Regions from separate parts of the Pan paniscus genome. Here region 1 is linked to region 2. The links are chromatin contacts, called in public Hi-C maps. All regions are on one chromosome and are shown on one strand. Each heading gives the region's core, a stretch centred on a gene start, on an enhancer-like site or on the middle of the called end of the contact. The rest is flanking DNA. Distances are from core to core; before and after follow the strand shown. Region 1 holds the start of KCNE5 (potassium voltage-gated channel subfamily E regulatory subunit 5). Region 2 holds the start of GUCY2F (guanylate cyclase 2F, retinal).

Region 1 (6,507 bases), core at 420-2,919, 140 kb after region 2:
CCTCCCCGTTGAGCACTCCTCCCCCTTCCGTCCCCCATTAAGTTCATTCTATCCCACAGACTGGTCCTAGTGTCCTGCTAGCTCCCTGCTGAAAGAGAGAGGGAGGGAAAAGATGTCTGAGGTCTCTTCATTTCCTTTGTCTCTGTCCCTAAGGCAACTGGAAGCTGGAGCTGCTGCAGTCGGCCTGGCAAGCCCGTTGGCTCTGCAGAGTGAGCAGTCCCTGGCAGCCCCTGGAGCAGCTGCCAGTTAGACGGCCCAGAGTTCTGATAGAATGCATTGCTTCAGTTCAGTGCCAAGTGTTGGACGTGTTGGATTCAGTTCCCAGAGGGCTGGAGCGTGCTGTCAGGGCTGTCTGAAGACAAGAGAGCAGAGGCAGTTTAGTGCAGTTGGATGTGCGGGGTAGGGGTGGAGGCGCAGGGGTGAAGAGGGAGAAACTGGCCCGAATGGGTAAGGTGGTGCTTCTCCTTCCAGGGCCTTCCAGACAAGGTCTCCTGGCCTCTCACCATTATCTGGGCCTCAGATGAGGCGAACCCTGGAAGGGAGTTGGGGGTGGAAGGTGGGAGGCGCGCCCAGGGATGAGCGAGATGAGGAGGGCGCGAACCAGCAACCTGGGGCTGTGGTTTTAGACCCGCTCAGCGCCCTGGGCGAGGGCAGGCAGCCCCCCGGAGGCAAGCTGGCGGCGGCCCTCGGCCTGGGAGCCCGCGGCAGCCTCGGCGTCGGCGGTCAGGGCGCCTCCCGGGGCCCATTCGTGCTCGGCGCAAGCCTGGGACGGCTCGTCCTTGGCCTCGACGAGCTTACGGGAGCGGGTGTAGGCCAGGATGAGGCCTCCGGCCAAGCAGGCGTAGAAGATCATGATGAGCAGGATGTAGAGATAGGCGTCGTCGCCCTTGGCGCTGGTCACCTCGCGGCCCACGAAAGGGTCAGGCACGACCCCCATGCCCATGCTGGGACCAGGGCCAGCGCCCAAGCCGCTGGCATTACCCCGGTGGTGCAGCTCGAGCAACAGGCGGCTCAGAAGGGTTCGCAGCCGCTGGCTCTCGCTGCAGTTCATGGCTTTCGGGGAGTGACACGGCGGCTCCAGGACGCTGCTGACCTTTCCCCCTGGGCGAGGGGAAGCGAGCTAGCGAGCGGGCCGGCCGGCGGGCAGGGCTCAGCAGCGGAAACAGCGGTGGCACCCAGCTCTCCGGCGAGCGCGCAGTGGCTGGGGGCGCCGACCGCGGGGCCTCCTTATTCCCTCACTCCCGCCCCTCCTCCCCTTCCCCACCACGCCCCCTCCGGCCCGCGGCCGCCTCTTCCCAGGCTCTGGCTGTCTCGCTGCTCCAGGGAAAGGGGACAGCTGGTGGGGGGAGGAGAAGGGGACAAGAGTGGGGGCGAGGCTGGGAGACGGGCGGAGGGGGCGGGGGCTCGGAATGCGCGAGGCCCCAGGCAGCAGACGCTGGCAGGGCAGCTTGCTGGGGCCAAGCCTGGACCCTGGGCTGCGGAAGAGAATTCCTTCCAAGTTCTGGCCACCTGCCCTGCAGGCCAGGCTTTGGCCCAGATACAGCATTTGGCACCCTAAGGCAGCTCTGCCTTGGGGCGCTCAAGGGAGAGGGCAGACGCCTTTCCGCAGCAGAGACCCCTTGTCCACATTTTATGGAAGTTACTCCCATATACAGGGACCCAGGCCTATCTTTCTAGTCCTCATTCCTTTCCTTTTCCCCCCGCCCCCCTTTTCACCCCCCTCCCACCTTGTCGGAGGAGAGCATCTTATTCAGAAGATGCTCAGGCTGAATTTGGTGACTGAGTGCTCAGGCACCTGCTAGAAGGCCAAGGCAGAGTAGAACTCCCTGGTTATCCAAAATGGTTTCTGGTGATATAAGTGATATTACACCTTCTTGGAAGCACCCCTGCTCTGATGTCCTATGACACTTTTTGAAAAGTCAACACATCTTAGCACATGAATGTACTATTCATAATGGGAGCCTGTTTCCCATGGGTAAGCCATCTTCCCAGAAGTGAAACCAAGTTCTTCCAATAAGAGTAGCATGCACATTTTAAAAGGCCCTTTGACTACACTCTGTGGATATCTCGGGATCTGAAAAGTGCCAGTTCTAGAGAATATGCTCACCCTACTCCCAGTTAGGCCAGCAAACAGCTGTGTGCCTCTCTAGACTTGGTAACAGGTCTAGGCCCTAATGGCTTTTAGGGCAGCCATTTTTTTCTCAAAGGCTGTCTTTTTTTAGGGGAAAACAAGGCACCAAGACAAAGATCAGGCCAGATATGTTAAATTGGAAACAGACTGAGCTTCACAAAGGAAAAGGGTTGGTTTGTAGATGGTGGGGTAGAAAAAATGAGGTAGTGCTGGCTAGGTCTGGTTGTCCATAGTTGCCAAATGAGAGCAGAAAGCAAGAAAAGTGTATGACCTTAGGCACACCTTGAAAATAATGCTGCCTGTTCAAGACCGTTCAGTCCAGGGACCATTCAATCTATAGGTGCCATGGGTTAAAAAAGGAAGGTTTTCCGATGCCTCTTCCCCAACCGTTCTTCAGCCCACCATCCACCCAGGGGCTGTAGCCTTCTGTGTGTTCAGGTGAGGTTGGCACCAAACTGTATCCAGGGTCTCAAACAGAGCCTTGCTTCACAGCCTCTAAACAGGCCTCAGAGACATTCCACATGACCCTGACACTGGCTCCCTTCTAATCACCTTGCCTCAATATTCTCACCTCAGAGGGGCTCAGGAAAGAATTGTTAAAGCAACTTGGCAGGATGAATGCCAGAGGACACAGCCAGAGAATTTTCAAAGCACTGCTAACCTAGTGATATGACTGTTGAGCTAAAAAGACTTCTCTTATCTGTTAAAACAGGAGTCCCCAACCTCCCAGGCTGCTGGACCTTGGCCTGTTAGGAACCAGCCGCACAGAAAGAGGTGAGCAGAGGGCAAGTGAGCATTATCGCCTGAGCTGCACCTCCTGTCAGATCAGCAGTGGCATTAGAGTCTCAGAGGAGCTCAAACCGTATTGTGAACTGCGCATGCCATGGATCTACAATTGCATGCTCTTTATGAGAATCTAATGCCTGATGATCTGAAGTGAAACAGTTTCATCCTGAAACTATCCACCCCTCCCCAGTGTCCATGAAAAAAATTGTCTTCCACAAAACCAGTCTCTGGTGCCAAAAAGGTTGAGGACTGCTGTGTTAACATATACCTAGAAATAGCTAGGGTTTTTTTTTTTTTTTTTTTTTTTAGAGGAAAGGAGGAAGAAACCCCTTTACTGTAACATAAAAATAATCATTTAAACTTGTTTTCTAATTTCAACAGCCTTATGAGCTAATAGGATTCTCATTTTCCAAAGAGGAAACTGAGGTTCAGACTGGTTAAGTAGCAGGACTGGAATTATAAAGTTTGACCTTCTTCTTCTCAGTCCTCACACATTACTTGTGTCAAATGGGTGGTATTCATGAGCTACCTCCATTTTCCCACCTCTCCCTCCTCTTGAACCTTCTAGAGTCCAGTGCTTTCTGCCAAAACTACTTTCTATAAGTCAGTTCACCAGTGACCTCCCGGTCAAATTCAGGGGTCTCTGCTCCCTTTGCATCTTTGACCTCGAGGATGAATTTGAAACCATCAACCACCCACTCCTTCCTGTAACTGTCCTACCCTTGGCTCTTGTGGCATTGCATTCTCAAATTTCTCTTCTTATCTCTCTGACCCATCATTCTCTGCCTCCTTTGCTGGCTCCTCTTCTTTCCTCCTCCCATTAACTGTTGGAATCCCCAAAGACTCAGTCCTCAGCTATTCTCTCTCAACACCCATTTCCTTGAAGAGTGTCTCTTACATGGTTTCACCTACCACTTGGCATATATTTAGCCAAATTTGAATCTCTAGCTCTGATTCTTGGTAGCATGTCTCAGATCCCTCTGCTCCTTCCTTTCTGGTTTTATTGCCACAAGCTTAATCCATGTTCTCATTACCTCAGGTCAAATATGCAAACAGAGAATCTCCTGGCTTACAGCTGAATCTATCATGTTATGGTTAGAATAATTCTGCAACACCACTTCTATCAATTCAGCCCTATGTTCAGAAACCCAGGAGTTGTTATTCATTGATTCTTTAACAGAGTTTAGTCTTCTGTGGTGGAACTTAAGTTCTCACCACCAATAGACACCATCTTCTCCCCTTTGAATTTGAAAAACAGCATCTTCCTGGAGTTCCTCTGCAATACTCTGTGCATTTTGCCTTCCTCAAAATTCGTTGACTGAAAGAAGCCTTGCTCTATGCCCCTGTTTGTGCTTTCAGATTCTTCACAATGCACCCTTCTGAGCTTTACTTTGCAGCATTCAATGCAGAAATCTTGGAAAACACAAAAAAGCAACAAGGAAAATTTTGGAAATCTTGGAAAATACAAAAAAGCGACAAGAGAAAATAACGAAAAATTATCAATAGTGCATACTCATGACTCTCTCTCTCAAATCTCTCTCTCTTTCTCTCTCATGTTTCATGGCCTTTTTCCCTTAAAAACATACTGTAAATTTTTCCATGTCATTTACTATTTCTCCATAGCGTTATTTTTTGTTGTTGTTGTTGTTGTTTTTTTTAGAGTAGATCACTTACAAATTTTATTTTTTAAAGAACATCTTTTCCCCAGCCACAGTATAGTTATAAGCTAAGAATAATTTCCAATATTGCACAATGAATGCATCCAGATCCTGCAATATTGATCAAAAGAGTGGATTAAAATGGAATATGATAGCAATTTCATGGAAGTCTCCCTTTCTAAATACTGACTCCTTAGTGTTATTTTATTGTCTACACAGTACTCCAGACTATGGATCTACCATAACTTATTTAACTTTGCCATTTATTGTAATATTTCTGTTATTTTCATGTTTTGCTATTAAAATAATGTTTTCATAAACACAACGCTACTTCTAGTTTTATTGAAAGAAATCACTACCAGAGAGAAGTCAACCTACTAATTTATAGAAGAATGGCATGGGGAGGGATAGATGTGTAAAAGCGGGTGGAAATAGAAATGGAGAATAGTCATAAAATTTAAAAAGGCCCAGCACTCCAAAAAAAACAACAGGTGTGGGGTGGAGGGGATCCTGGCTTTCTTTTCACACTAGGGGCTGATGGGCATCCTTTAAATCTCAGTTCCAGGCCAGCCTGGAATGGCTGAGATGCTAACCCCTTTCCCTACCACACTTAATGAAACTGCAAATCCACCAGATGGGCACTGGTTCTCATTCCTCACCACCCCTCCACTCCCGTTTTCCACGAGCCCCATACCTGTCAAATAATCATCTGTTTATCCATCACCTGGAACTCATTTCCAAAATGGTAATCAAGGGTGTTGACAAAGGGAAGTAATTTACAATCATGTATTTAGACTTTCAAAGAGTCTCGGGAAAGGTTCTCTTCCATGCCAAGGTTGTTTTAAAAGTACAATTGAGGCGCCATGGATAGGAAATGCTTTCCCCATTCCTTGAGACTGTGAGTGCTTCCTGCCAACAGTGCAGCTCTATGGAAGTTGGTTGAATTGAACTGAGTTGAGTTTGGCTAGTTGCCAAAGGACAGACACAGATGGTAAGCACTGTCGGAGTCCAGAAGGCTGGCAAAGCCACAGTGGGCTCTAAAGGAGAGAAAGAAAGAAGGCTTCATGAGGCACCAACTAAAGACTGAGAAGGAATCATTCATTCATTCATTCATTCATTCAACAAATATTTATTACATGTTACTTTGTGTGAAGCACTGTGCTGGGTCCTAGAGACACATCGGTGAGCAAGTCACATCGGTGAACAGTCTGTGCCTTTATAACTCTCACAGACAACTTCTTTGTGAACTGGGGACAAATAGGGAGTGCCAGGATGTGGAGCTGGGTAAGTAGTGGGCAGGACGACCAGCCAGAATTTGGAGAGAACTGAGACTCTGGGCCCAATCTCTAAGCACTAGAGTCCAAAGCCTTGTTTGGAAAAAGGAAGACTCCAGGTGGTCTGAGCTCACTGTCCCAGGCTATGCTGCAAGCTTCTCTACCTCCTCCTAGCAGCACAATCTTGAGGGTATGGTTTGCCATAAGCCACCACAGTAGGTCTGTTCTCAAAAGACTGATGAGAATAAATTAGACGGTTCCTTAATCCAACTGGGGCTTCTCAGTTTTTCCATGGGAATATACACAGCATTTCAGACTAACTGGGGTTTGATAAAGATCACAATATTTGTAGGTTGGAATGGGCCTCAGGAGCTTCAAATGCCTTACTTAGAGACTTCTTGGAGATCTTCGTGGGCTTGTGCTGATATCCTCCTATATTCAGGCCACATACTGGAACATCAAATTTGGTCCCTGATTTAATTTATCAAGTGTCTAGCATATGCCAGGCATATTACATACATTATACTAATTAACCCTATAACAACCTTATGAGGTGGGCAGGTATGGATTCAACAGCAGTATATCTTCAATGCTGGTCAATCAGAATGGACTAACAAACCATCAGAATAGATTTTGACTGTGAACAACCAGTATGGCC
Region 2 (7,129 bases), core at 3,099-5,598:
AGCGCTGGTGTGCACCAATCAGGCCAAACTGGTTGTTTATGGGCAGCAACAATTCTGTCTGTGCCAGCCCTGTTGGTTATTATCTTGACTCTCACTCCTAATTTTATGAGAAACCTTGACTCCTGAAGAGACCAATCTGAGGCATATCTAGTGAATCTTAAAGACCTACCACAAATAGTATGCCCCAACATTCGTATATTGGTGAAAGCTGATTTGAATGAGAGTCAAGAAAGTCTTGGGGGAGCAAACAGTTCACAAAACAACATAAGCCAGTGGCTGAGGGGTGTGTGGGATGGGGGAGGACTTCTAACTTTGCTTTGGGGACAGTGGAAAGATGATTCTGAGCTGATTATATGCATAAGAGCCTCAAATTTATTCCTAGGCCCTCAAAGATAATCCAGTCTAACCTGCCTCCAAAAAATTAGATCTATTCTGTGCACTAAGTTGAATGCATGAGAGTGAGATACAGGATGGATGAAGTGTGAGGTGTTGACTCAGGCTTCAAAGAGCTCCCAACCCAGAGCTGAGCTCTAGTCAAGAGCCACAAGCTTCTCTTCCAGCTTCTTCCAGCCTCCCTCTTTTCTCTGCCATGACAAAATTTGGGAGGCAGGACACTGTAGGAGCCACTCATCTGGAGTAATATGGGAAGGGTCTCTATTTCTGGTCCGTATTGTGACAAGGATATTGAACTACATTATCTCTCTGTCCTTATAGGCCTCACTCTTTTGACCACTAGGAATGTGCAACAGTGAGGACAGCTCTATATGGGAAACAAAACCCTATTCACAGCAACAGGGCAAGAAAGCCGACATACTGCCTCTTCTTCCCCAAACACACTAGTTTCATGGGTTCCTTCCCAGTATCTGTGCATTTAATCCAGAAATTAGCACTTAGACTAACAAAGTCTAAGATATACTGAGTTCTTGCTGTGTGTCAAATGCTGGGCTACACTCTTTCCATGTATTGTCTCATTTTAAAAACTGAATTTAAAAAACTCATCACAGTCCTTTGAAGTAGGTGTTATTATCATCACTATTTACAGATGATGAAACTGAGGCTCAGAAAGGGTAAGTAACTTGTCTAAGGGCAAACCACGGTAGAATGGAGATTTGCACCCCAGTTGATTGAGCCCTGTACTAGATAGAAGTTCTGCAGATAGCCCCTCATCTATGAAGTCAATGAGACTACCATTATTATACCTGCTATATTACTCAAACTGAGTTCGAATCATTCATTTGCAGTTTAAAGAAGTTCCCCAGTCACCCATGAAAGAATAAATTAGGTAGAGTTGGGGAGGGGCAGAGTAAATTGGGAGGAGCCACCAAGAAATTCATTATCCAACCAGAAGTAATTTGCTACTAGTGTTCAAGCCTAGCCCTGGGACTGCCCACTGACTCCTCACTCAGGGCACAGTGCTGCACAGCTGGGGGTGGGGAGCACCAGTTCCACTGTATTCTATGTAAAGCTAATCCTAATCTTTGAGAATGGAAATCTTGAGGGTACACCCTTCAGCATATTAGCCCCAATTTTCAACTTCCTCATCTGCAAAGTGGGGGTAAATTTAATTTAATCATTTTGAGATAAAGAAGTAAATAAGTTAGAATACTAAGTGCACAGTTGTCTTTCAATAAACACTGGTTCTTCCTCCCTATTTGGAAAGAGGACTGCACTGGGAATCAGAAGGCCAGGGTCCTGGACCCAATTCTGCACCGACTCACCACGTGACCCGAACAGATTGTTGCCTACTCTAGGTCTCTCCTTTTTCCCCTTTAGCTGGACTAGCAGATCAGCAAGTCCCTTTATTCTCTGACCTCCATCCATCCTGGGATTCTGTACTTTGTCTAGGAAGTTACTTTTCTAAACCTCTGCACTTTGAAACTGCTGAGTTCATTCAACATTTTCTAGCCTTTGCTGCTCTAATTAGCTTCTCACTGGAGTTGGATTCCCCCAAAGTACTTGCTTCTATCTGGTAGATCCAGTTCCTGATCATTTTTAATTTTGGCCTGGAATCCTCTGTCAAGCATCTGTGATGTGAAGACCCCACTCCCCGACAATGCTGGAGTTATGCTACACTGAAAACCTGGGCTCCTAAAATCACTGGTTATCTTATTATCATTAATAACAAACACACGTTGAGAAGTTGGTCTGTGCTAAGACTAACTACAAAAAAAAAAAAAAAAAATGGGAGAGTATAAGGGCCTGGCCAAGAAATCTAAACAAGAAAAGCAAGCATGTACCTCAGGAGGGAGAAAACCAAGTTAGTAAGTTCCCTGCTTGCTTTTGCTTAACATTAAATCTCCAGTGCCCTTCGCAGTGCCTGACACATAGTAGGTGCGCAAAAAATATATGTTGAATTAATACTGAAGAGGAGATATGGAGCACAAATAAAATGTTTTGTATTACCATGTTATTTAAAATGCTCTATTTTAGGCCTTAATCAAGACCCACCTTTGGCAAAATTATCAAGGGGTAAAGTTTGTCTTCAGACTTCTAGCACAGCTCTCTCTGCCTTCTCGTTAATGGAGAGAAAACAACTCTAAAGAAAGAAACTCTTTAAATGATTTGCACTAATATGTAAATGAATGATAATATTTGACACTTTCCTGTATTCCTCCCCAGCCAGTGGTGTTTGTTCTCTCTTAAGGGCTGGGGAGAAGTTTATGCCAAAATAATTAATCTCTAATAATATAATGTCTATTTCAAGCATCAGTTGCAGGTAGGCAAAGGAGGATGGACTACTTTTTGAGCAAAAAAATGAAGAAACTTTTGGTGCCCCTCAGATCAAAGTGATTAACTGTCCATTCTAGGTGTAAGGCTGGCATTTTTGTGTTATAATCCAGGTAACTCCTAAGCACAATGCCCACCCCAAATTCTAAAAAGTTAGAATTTTTATACCATTTCTAAAATTCATACAACACGGGTCCCTCCTCAGGCCACATGCCACAAAGTGCCCCTTGGCATTCACTCTCAGTTTTTGTTGCTCTTTTCCCTTTGTTAACTGCAAGATAAACATTTCCCAAGCTGAAGTTCTGCCCTTACATTTTTTCTGGTACCGATGTGATGCATTTGGTGATATTTCTAACTCTGTTAGGACTCCCTGGACAACCAGAAAGTTTTATGTTGCTGTAGGATTTAGTCTTGATCCCCCAACTCAAGATTTTACAGAAGGAAACTTATTCTTTAAAAAAGAAAAAAGAAAAAAAGAAGGGAAGGAAGGAAGGAAGGGAGGAAGAGAGAAGGAAGGAAAAGAGGAAGGGGGAGGAAGGGAGAGGGAAGGAGGGAAGAAGAGAAAGAAGGAAGGAAAGAAGGGGAGGGAGGAATGAAGGGAGAGAAGAAGGAAGGAAGGAAAGAAGGAAGGAAGGAAGGAAGGAAGGGAGGGAGGGAAAGAAAGGGGCAAGATAGGGGGAGGATGCCCTAAACCTCCACCTGCTGATTTTGGTTTAAGGAAAAAAATTAGCTCACTAAAGTCTTTCCTGGGGTTAATGGGAAATGTGGATATAACTAAAACAAAGTTTGAAGGTTTGAAATTTTGGAAATAGAATACTACTGGCCCACAGTTGTTCTGGGGCCATTGCCTAGGTTACTCAGGTGTGAACACCTGCATGGGATCAGACTTCCATGGAAAGTGGCTAGACCATAGGGATGCATAATTTCATTTCAGGTAGTTTTTACAATCTGATGGGAAGCCTGGCTTCACACAGAAAACCACTATTCGTTAAACATGTACAAAGAAAGACTATGACAAATAGCTCTGAGGGAAATGGCTCCTCATACCAGCTTGTCAAGCCGAGGACTTCTATGAAAGATTGATTCGTCTTTCTAATTACAGCCTGAATCAAGTTAACAGCTTGTATAAGACAACATCAGGAAGAAATAAAAAAAGAATCATGAGAGAAACTAAACGAAAGCTTGGATGAGCCTTTGAGCTCAAATCTTGACTTAAAGTATCTCGAAGGCTCTCTTTAACCCTTCTTTCCTTCTTTCCTTCATTCTTTAAATTTTTCTTTTTTTACTACATATTGCAGTAAAACTAATGTATCTCAATCAGCGTCTCAGCTCCCAGGTGGGCTGTGTCTTTTTTCCCCCCATTACAATCTTTCTTATAAACAAGAGCTGTCAACTACTCACCAAGTAATTCACCGCTCAAATGTCTTCAGTTTACTGCCTGCGCATGCAGACCACTGGCATAGCTACCTCAGTGTGTCCATTTCTTTGCATCCTCTATGCATTCACAATCCTGTCAAGGACTCCAGTCTGTTGACAAATTCCATTAATGGGGTAAATAATTGAAAGCGTTAGTAAATGTTTTGAAAATCACTCTTCAGCATCCGCAGACCAAGACTTGGATTAGGATTTAGAGTGACACTTCTAATCCTTTAAATTGATCCCACCTGTAGCAGAGTTAGTGCTGACCTAAATGCAATGACCCAGAGATTAACAAACAAATAGAGTCCTCTGGATAAATACGTCCTCCACAGACTACTGCCTTCTTTTACCTTTCAAAGTCAGACACAAACTCTCAGATTTTGCCTCTGTGTTCTTCCTTGTTCCATTCTGTCTAATAACCACCAATCGCCCTTTCTCCAGGACAGTTCTAAATGCCAAAACATTCATCAGCTGTGATTCCAGCCCAGAATATAAAAGGTGATCCAGGCTGGCTCCCTGCAAAATTCAAAGCAGGTGAATTTTGTCTCCTTCTCCTATTCCCCTTAAGTGCCTTCACTGCCTTTCCTCCCAAGAGAGACTCCCTACTTCCCTCTACACCTTTGTACAGAGACATTGTTTCCCCATACTTTAGATGTATTCCTTTTCCTTAAGAAGTCCCTCTCTGTCCTGGGCATCATTCACTCAGGGCCCCGTTCTGGATTCCCAACGTGAGAACTGAGGTGTTAAGGGCTAAAAATGACTTATATTAAATGAGAAATGTTTTTTAATAATAGTTTTATTGAGATATAATTTATCTACCACAAAAGTATATAATTTAGGGTTTTTTTAAAGTATATTCACAAGCTTGTGCAACATTTTCATTATTCCCACAAAGAAATTCCATTCTTGTTTAAAAGTCACTCCCCATTTCTCTCCTCCTCCTAGCCCCAGGCCACCACTAATTTACTTTCTCTATGGATTTTCCTATTCTGAACATTTCATATAAATGGAATCATACAACATGTGATCTTTTGCAAGTGGCTTCTTTCATTTAGCACACCGTTTTCAAGGTTCATGCATGTTCTAGCCTGTATCAGTACTTCATTTCTTTTGTGGCCAAATAATATTCCACTTTTTTGGATATACCACATTATCAGTTGATGGAAATTTAGGTTGTTTCCACCTTGGGCTATTATGAATACTGCTTTTATTACTTTTGTGTAAAAGTTTTTATATGGACATATTGTTTTTATTTCTCTTCGGCATATACCCAGGGAATTGCTGGGTCATATAATAACTCTATGTTTAATATTTTTTGAATTGACAAACTGTTTTCCAAAGTATATGCACCATTTGGCATTCCCACCAGCAACATATGAGGGTTCTTTTTTGCCTACATTCTTACCAACACTTGTTACTATCTATCAGTTTTTTATTTAAGTATGACAGGCATTTTATATGTACATTATACTTATATGTACATCTTTATATTCACAACAACCATGAAGGTGGATATTACCCATTCTTTCCATTTTGTAAATGAGGATGCCAAGACTGAGATAAATTAGGCAATAATCATACTTACTGAGTGCCAATGATGTGACAGGCATTTTTGGAAGCCCTGTCTCCTTAGATCTTCACAGTGACCCCACGAGATAGATACTATTTGAATTCCCAGACATCCAGAGATGTTACAGTAACTTACCAAAAATCACACAGCCACTGGTCAGTAGAGACAGAATTTGAACTCAGACACTCTAATTCTAGTAAGTAATAGAGCCAGAAAATTTAAACGCAAGACTATTTGGCTCCAAGAAAGCTCACATTTATCCTTGATATATTCCACTAATGCACCCTTGTGCTATCCCTCCAAAGACTGCTTGCACTCTAATAGAGTCTCCAGAAACACACCGTGACTACCCAAAGGAAACAATCCCTAATTGTAGAATTTCAGGTGACCTGATGGAAATACTGGTGCAAGTGAGGGCCCCAGTTAGCATTCTCTATGTAGTGCTGCATGGTGCCATGAGCAACCCCAGTATGGATTTTATGAGAAGGTTCTGATGAGGACTAGGATGTTCAAGGGACCATCATTCAAGGAATGTTCCAAAATCCTGAATAGACATAAGATTCTAAATTTATAGGTAGAAGTAGCTGGGAATTAGCACATAAATAAAATTTCTAAAGTGAATTTGCTTCTTTTGATTAAGAGTTCCACAAACACTTGTTGCTCTACAGACTTTACATATACTAGCTCAATGGATCATCACAACTGTCCTATGGGGTAGGTATTATTATCATCCACATTTTATAGACGAAAAACTGAGGCACAAAGAGATTAAGTAATTTGCCCAAGCGCATACAGCTAGTTTCTGGTGGAGCCATCTGTGAAAATAAGTAGTCTAGCTTTAGAGTCAGGGCTCTTAACCACTGCCTCTTAATCACAGTATGGGGGTCATTGGATTTATCCATACACTCAAGAATTCCCATTAGATCTCTAAGTTTTAGTTATAGTATAATTAAAGATGATTTTAGAACAGAAATCTAAAACCATTTGGGGTCCTCATGAATCTAAAATTATACAGATACTTCAAATCCATTCACGAGTACAAACTTAAGAATTATTCCTATACACCTTTTAGAACTGCTATGTCAGAAACATCAGCACACTGTATGATTAAGTATTGACCTTAGTGTTCTCATGGACTTACAACACCAGAATGTTCATGGATTCTACTACATGTTGTTGGAACTCGTATCAGTTCCTGTCTATGTTTCCAATATCAAAGCCTAACAATTTACAAAATTTCATCTTCTCTGTATGATCTTTACTCCCTAAGGTGCCATGGAATGAAAGAATCCAAAATAGCACCCTCTCCCTCCACAAAACTGTGAAGCCAGTCACATCGATTGAGCTTTCCTCTTAACATTAGTTGCAAAGAAAAAAAGTAGCCCTTTTACATTTTATATATACATATATTAC

The links. Hi-C and Micro-C count contacts between places; a contact is called where the count stands out from the background.
Region 1: a Hi-C map of fibroblasts shows a contact between it and region 2, with 6 times the contacts expected there. The contact joins the promoter of KCNE5 here to the promoter of GUCY2F in region 2. A contact is called at or near these places in 2 of 3 Hi-C or Micro-C datasets (fibroblasts and induced pluripotent stem cells).

The regions. Positions count from the first base shown.
Region 1 is chrX:109,114,302-109,120,808 of NHGRI_mPanPan1-v2.0_pri, forward strand. It overlaps KCNE5 (potassium voltage-gated channel subfamily E regulatory subunit 5), which reads right to left and starts at 1,670. Exons shown (of 1, transcript XM_003822025.6): 1 at 1-1,670. The coding sequence starts at 1,051. The coding sequence ends at 623. ACSL4 (acyl-CoA synthetase long chain family member 4) reads right to left here. Exons shown (of 16, transcript XR_010111199.1): 15 at 5,270-5,612; 16 at 1-352.
Region 2 is chrX:108,969,270-108,976,398 of NHGRI_mPanPan1-v2.0_pri, forward strand. GUCY2F (guanylate cyclase 2F, retinal) reads right to left here and starts at 4,349. Exons shown (of 20, transcript XM_003822021.5): 1 at 4,129-4,349.